2 separate regions of the Anser cygnoides genome follow, and region 2 is linked to region 1. A link is a contact called in public Hi-C data. All regions are on one chromosome and are shown on one strand. The core of a region is the stretch at or near the end of the contact, and the rest is flanking DNA. Distances in the headings are between cores, read along the strand shown.

Region 1 (3,350 bases), core at 634-3,133:
TTATTTTTTTAACGTCAAGAGTGGCCAGGAAAAGGGGCAACTAACTGCAAACAGTGCTCCAGTGCTGCTGGCCCATGGTCAGGGTGTGTGCACGGACGTGGCTGTCATCACTGGGCCTGATAGGGGTGACAACTTCTGCAATACCTTGACAATACTGAGATCTACAGCATGGTACTAGGAGTTACGTTTGAATGTAACATTAATGCTTTATTTAAAATAAAAAACAACACTTTTTTTTTTAAAAGGGGTTGAAGTGAACATGACTGTTGACCATGTTCGTGAATTTATAGATGCAACATTCATTGGTAGAATTGTGTGATGGTCTTTTGTGCTACTTAATTTTACATATTCCAGTCTCTGTATGTACCTGCAAAGAAAGTAAAGAAAAAAATAACAAAACCCTGCTTTGCTTTTATTGAAGGGTTCCCAGGACTGCATACCTGCTCCTGAGCTCTGTTTTAAGTATGTGTATCCTTCGCTTGTATTTTGTATTAAAAAAAACAAAAGGAAAAAGAACCCTTTATTGTTCAGCATGTTGGAATTGTGTCCCCTCTTTTATTTTTCTCCTTTTTGGAATATATTAAGCAACTCATTCTTCTGTATCTTTTATTTTCTTTTGTAAACTTTTTGGTTTTGTTTAAAAATGGCTTTATAAAAGGGCTTTTATAACCCATAAACATGACTTGTGTAATTTTTCTGCTATTCAGAAGTACTCTTCTGCGGTTGCTTTTTGTTTTGTGACTGTTAGTGAGACGTAAAAATGTGTTTGTCTTCCATGTTGTCTGATAGTTTTGGGATTCGTTCCTTTGCAGACCTCGTGCTTTCTCTGAGGAGGATAAGTCAGGTTTTGTCCAGGACAGTTTGGCAAGTATGACTTTCCTGTTACTGCTTATGAGTTGAGGGGAAGATTTAAAGAACTTTCTTCCCTGTCAAGATGACTTAATTGAGGTTTTCATGTTCAAAGCCTAGTGAAAGCCAATTAAAAGGAGAGAGCGAGCCTTTTATTTGTCATGCTCACATCTGTGAGCTTTCCCTTAGTGATCAATATAGAAAGGGAATTCCCTTTCTATTTTGCCACGTATGCCCCAGCAGTGAGAATCAATATACAGGCTGTGCTTTATCTGTAGCCATCAGGGGATGTGACAACTGCATTCATCTTATATGTACACTAGGCCAAAGTTGGTTGGTGTCATTTCAAACGCAGATAAATTGATCCACAGTGCAGATTGCTTTCCTGATGTGTCATCACATGCACTGGGTTATCATGCGCAGCAAGTTTGTGCTGTTAAATCTATTATAGCACATTTTTATCTAAATTCCTGCAGAATCTTAGTACTGGTTTAGTATAAGAACAAACTTAGCAGCTGTTCTAGAAGCATGTGATCATTTTTAAACTCGCGGTCTCTGGGGCTGGGCTATCCCCATCACTCTACAACTCCAAGTGGGCAGCGGAGCCCAGCCTCCCTCGTGGGGCGAGCAGCAGAGGGCGTGCCTGGACCTCCACATCTGCATCGCTGCTGCCTCCAGGAGCATGCTGAGGCGCTACGGCTGCGCTGCTCCGATCGTGCTTGTGTTTTCCTTCGTCTGGGATGAGATGGAAAACCCTTCGGCATTTGTTAAAGGCTGTGCTGAGCGGGTGTCAGTTAATAACGTGTTGCCATCATGGACTCAATGAATCTTAAGACTTGTAGTTGTCTGCATTTTGCTTGTGTGTATCTGTGCTCTAAAAACTGAAGTTATGATTCATCGGGATAAAGACCTGAAAGCACTCGTTTCCAGTAGGGTTTAGAATGAAGCTGCTTCTGGGATCCTAATGGACCCAGTCTTCCTAAGGGTTTGGCATAGCAGAATGCTTTGGCTTGTGATCTTACTGCACAAGTCATTTGGGTATGTCTCATACTTGTCCCAATATAACAGCAAAGATACAGCGATCTCTCAGACATTGGGTGATGGATACAGTCGGACAGGAGATGGGGTCACCATTACCCCCAGCTGCAGCAAAGGAGGGTTAATTATTATTAATTATTTGTATTCAGGGGTTGTTCTGGGTAATTTGTGTACTGCCAGGTACCTTGACAGGTATTTCTGCCCCATTACTATGGTATCTACAGTTCTGTGCTGCTTTTTTGTCATGTTTTTCTTTTTTAATCTGGAGCAGCTGTAGAGTTAGAGTACCTTCAGGTACTGCAGCTCTACTTCAGTTTTAGGATTAATTAGTAGTGGAGGCAATTAGCAAGTGTGCTATTTCTTTTGCCCTAGAAATAACTGCTTGCTCTGTTCTGAAGTGGTGTGAGACTAGGATCTGTGAACTCTTCTTCCCTGCTGCCCCTAGTCCTTGTACTTTGTCCGTATTAGCATGTGCAGCATTGGTGCCTTTTTCCTCAGTATTGATCTTTTGAACCTAGTGTATTTACTGGCTGCTCAGTCCTGTAGGCAGATGCTCTGCCAGCATAAGTTAAAAGTTCCCATTGGCTTTGAAGTAGTATTTACAGGGAATTAATACCAGAAACAAAATTATTTGTTGTCACATTTAAAGGGTGTGCATACAAGAAGTAGACGTGTAGGGTTTTGTAACTACAGCAAGCCCTGCCAAACCAGGGGAATAAGATTCCCTTGGCAAAGAACACTGGCTGTTAAGTTTTAATCTAACAGAATTTTGCCTTAGGAATATTCTGTTGCGCTTCTTTTGGTAGTACTTAATTGTAGGATGAAAATAAAGTCAAAAGGTGGAATTCAAGATTGTATCTGTTTTCTGCAGTACAGCATGTTTTGGCCCTATAGGTGGCCTTTTAAGAGTAAGTAAATGGGACAGAGTTGATTTAAAGAGCTGCTGCTCTGTTTTTGCCAATCTTGTGTGCTGAAGCAAACCTGGAAGAATTGTGGAGACGGAGAGTTCTCAGCATATTCCCTGTACATTAAAAGCATATTTTAGGTTTAGTTTTGATGCAGCAAACCACATAAAGAACTGTTTTTCATTCTTGCACTGTTTTTTGGAGTCTATGTCCCATGCAGTGTGACAATATGATGAATCAAGTATGCAAGGTACCACTGACAACCTCACCTCCTGAAGAGTTGGTACAAAGAGTTGGTACAAGAGTTGATACCAAGTGATGTGCTTGGTGGATGAGGGGAAGGCTGTGGATGTGATCTACCTTGACTTCAGTAAGGCTTTTGACACCGTTCCCCACAACATTCTCCTCAAGAAACTGGCTGCTCGTGGCTTGGACTGGCGTATGCTTTGTTGGGTTAAAAACTGGCTGGATGGCCGGGCCCAGAGAGTTGTGGTGAATGGAGTCAAATCCAGTTGGAGGCCGGTCACTAGTGGTGTCCCCCAGGGCTCAGTGCTGGGG
Region 2 (3,547 bases), core at 609-3,108, 54 kb before region 1:
GCCCCATCTCAGAATATAAATGAGCTTACAGCTTACATCCGGAGCAAAGCAGCAGTGCGAGGCGTGTCCTCGGTCCCTCCGTGACAGGTGTCCATGCTATCGCTGGGGCAGCAGCTGTTGACACAGGAACCGCTGGCCTCCCGGAACGCAGGAAGTGAGGACTTCCAGCTCCCCTCCGCCAGGTGCCCTCACGTGGCAAAAAAAAACCAAACCCTAGGGACGTACCTGACTGGGGGTGACCTGTGTTTGCTGCAGCACACACAGCGTGCGGGTGACACGCGAACGCAGCTGCAAGAGGTGAGCATTTGGGCCTGGGGAAAAAGGATGGTGATGGGTTTTGTTTGTTTCCAGGCCGGTAAAACAGACCTTTGTGGCTCCCAGGTCAGGACCAGATTAGGGTCAGCTTCTGATGTCACCTGCCTTCCTGAACTGCTTTGCTCAGGACTGACATCTGTAGGGGTAAGTCGTTATCCATAATTACTTGGTCTCAGTTTCTGTGTTGAGATTCCTGGTTACAAGAAGTTAACAGCTAGGTTCCCCTGGCATCCTTGGTCAGAGGTGGCTGGGACTCGATTCAAGTCAGCATTTGGATCTGTGACAGACAGCGGTGGAGCTAGAACAGACAGCAAAGGGTCTGGACTTCTTAGGACACTGTCAAACTCTATGATAGGTTTTTATTTTGAATGACTTTGGCCAAATCACTTTGTTTTGCTGGATCCTTCGATGAAAAGGCGAAAATTATGCCGTACACCTTTGGGCCGTTCAGGCCAAAATTGTGCTCTGTGGCAGCGTGGCAGTGCCAAAGTCATGTGGCTGCTGTAAAGCACACGGGCACGCGGTTCCATGACCTGCTGCAGCTCAGCGCTGAATTTTTTCCTTTCCGAGGACTCATTACCTTTGGTACCTGCTGCCCCGCAACTGGAAACCCATTTCCTGCCCTTTCATCCTCTGCCTTTCTGATCTCTGCGCGTCAGCGAGCTGGTGGGGATTTTATCTATTTCTGTTTTCTTGTCTCATGCGGCTTTTGTCTTCACGCTTCCACTTCCTGAGCGTGCAGCTGGCCGAGTGTTAATCAACAAGGTCACATTTTGGTGGGCCTTGTTTTCGTGGGGGTGGGGAAAGAACGGCTGCTCCGGGGGAGGTGTGGATTTTCCGAGTCAGGAAGGAAAGATGAAGGCGGAAAGAGAGCCTTAGAGCCCAGGTTTGTTTGGACAAAGGAAAACAGAGGGTAGGGTTGGAGACGGGATTTGGGACTGCACTCCCAGCCCGCTGCAGGAGTGTGGAACTGCGCTGCCGCTTTAGCGAAGACATCATCTCTGTATGTCCCAAGTTTTCCTCTGTGTCTCTTTGTCAGTGCCTCATCAGGAGGTCGTGAGGGTTAAATTAATGCCAGTGCTCGTTATCCTCTGAAATACTGCATTCAAGTGGCCCGGGCAGCAGCAGACAGGTACAAAACCCAGTGCGCTTCCGCCAGTTACCGCAGCGCGGTGAAAGCAGCACTGCTGCCTGCTCCGGGAGCTCGGCTTTCGTAGGGGAGCCTCACTGCAAAGGTGTGAGGGCCTGAGGCAATGGGGACACCGCAGTGGTTTTATCCGAGCCACCTTCGTGCTGCTTTGCTTGAGCCCAAAATAAGGAAACCGAAGGGAAAGGGGGCGCGGGGAGCCGCCCTCGTTCATTCGGAGCCCCGCGGCGCAGCCCCCGCCTGGCGGGACAGCTCGCGCCATAGGCCACGCCCCCCGCGAGCCGCGCCCAGTTAAGCCCCGCCCCTCCGTCGGGCGTTCCCTCCCCTCTGCGCGGGCCGCAGCGCCGGGAGGAGGGGGCGGGGCCGCGCGTGACGCCACTCGCGCCCGGACCAATGGCGGCGCCGCGCGGCGCGCGTGGGCGGGGCCAGCAGTGGCGGGCGGTGATGTCAGGGCGCGCCGCGGCGCGGGAGCGGAGCGGAGCCGGCGGCGGGTGCGGAGCGGGCACCGGGCGGCACCGGGCGGGCTGGGGCGCGGGGCAGTCCCGGGCCGGAGGGCTGGGGGCCGGGCAGCGCTCCCCGGGGCCGCCGCTGCACCCCCGGGCAGCCGCTCCCCGGTTGCGGTAGACCGGGGGGGCTGGCGGAGGCTTACCGCTGCCCGGTGGTGCTCGGGGCTCTGCCGGGGCTGCGGCAGCCAGGCGGGGCGGGGAGCTCCGGGCCGAGCCCGTTGTCCCCGGGGGGGGGTGGGTTCGGCCCCCGGCACCGCATCACGGCCCCCCTCCCGGTGCCTGCCGGGGCTGCGAGGGGAGGCCCGGGCAGCGGCGCGGCTGCCGACGTGTCGTGTGTTGGAGGGGGATGCTGCGGGATGAACGGGGCGCTGTGCCGACAGCCGCAGAGCCCAACGGAGCGTTTTTTTCCCCCCTGTGTTTCAGGTGAAGGACGGGCTTCTGGAGAGGGATGTTAGGTGTGAGGCTGTCCCGATGCCAGCTCCTGCCCCGCAGCCTGCTCGGCGCAGTAAGTAACCTTAACTGGGAGCTTGCTGTTACTTTAAATAAGAGCTCTTCTTGCCTCGCGCTGTAAGGTGAGAAATCCTTCTGGAAGAGGAGGATGGCTGTGACACTTGGAGCTTGCTAGCTTTGCTGGCTGTTCTGGCAGAGAGCGCAGAACAGGCTGAAACGGAGCAAAAGCCCGCAGGAGCCTCCAGACTCAAGTTCTGCGGAGGAGAAGTGCTACCGGGGAAACTAACAGAGCCCCGGTAGTAAGAAGAGCTTTTCTGGATTGGGGGAACTTCGTCTCTGAAAGCCAGTCCCTCTTGTATCTACCCCCTGGTTCCTTTAAGCTTCCCTTTTCTTCCGTGGTCTTTATTTCATCTGTTTTTCTCTCTGCCTTGTGTGCCCCATCACAGCAGTCTGCTGGAAGAAGACCTGGAGAAAGATGTGCTAAAGGGTCACACATCGAAGAAGAAGAGCTTGGATCCCATCTCGGTGGCTGCTGTACCGCACGGCGCTGGAGGGAAGGAGACCTGGAGTGAGCTTGCTGTAGCTCACAGCTCCTACTGCGCTCTCTGCTAGCTCAGTTGTTGGTGTCCCCCGTTCCTGGACTTTGCTTGATGGGGATCTCTGCTGCGGGAGCAGTCTCTGCACTCAAAGGCGGGCGAGCAGGGCTAGGAGAGGTGGCCTCTAGATGCTGGAAGGGCCATTTGTGTAAGGCCCTGGCCAAAGATCTCTCCTGGAACAGCTGCTGGCTGTAGGCCCACCGAGCCGAGGGTCAGGAGAGCCTCTCTGCAGCATGTCTGCCAAGCCGGAGCAGAAGGACTCCCACCAGGCCAACGGGGCTGTGCTCCCCACGGTGCCCATGAACTGCCTTGCCAGTCCAGACCGAGGGCAGCTGGTGGAGCCCTCGGATTTCCTGGGACCTGACGGTGTCGGGGTGGAAGTGGTGGTGCTGGAGTCCCGCGCCAACGCTAAAGGGGTGCGAGAAGAAGACGCCCTGCTGGAAAACGGCAGCCAGAGCAACGAAAGCGATGACACCAGCACAGACAGAGGTCCTGAGCCAGCCTCACCGCTCAAGGAGACCTCGTTTTCCATC

The links. Hi-C and Micro-C count contacts between places; a contact is called where the count stands out from the background.
Region 2: a Hi-C map of liver shows a contact between it and region 1, with 8 times the contacts expected there. The contact joins the promoter of SLC41A1 here to the enhancer-like site in region 1. A contact is called at or near these places in 2 of 7 Hi-C or Micro-C datasets (both in liver).

What each region holds. Positions count from the first base shown.
Region 1 is chr25:4,568,959-4,572,308 of Taihu_goose_T2T_genome, reverse strand. No RefSeq gene overlaps it. Among named protein-coding and RNA genes, the nearest start is that of SLC45A3, 15 kb to the right of the region's middle. Within about 2 kb of position 1,883, at least 2 of the 3 cell types and tissues checked have open chromatin away from gene starts, as enhancers often do. A contact at or near this core is called in liver, where this site is marked.
Region 2 is chr25:4,622,726-4,626,272 of Taihu_goose_T2T_genome, reverse strand. It overlaps SLC41A1 (solute carrier family 41 member 1), which reads left to right and starts at 1,858. Exons shown (of 12, transcript XM_048070911.2): 1 at 1,858-1,953; 2 at 2,392-2,473; 3 at 2,865-3,547. The coding sequence starts at 3,248.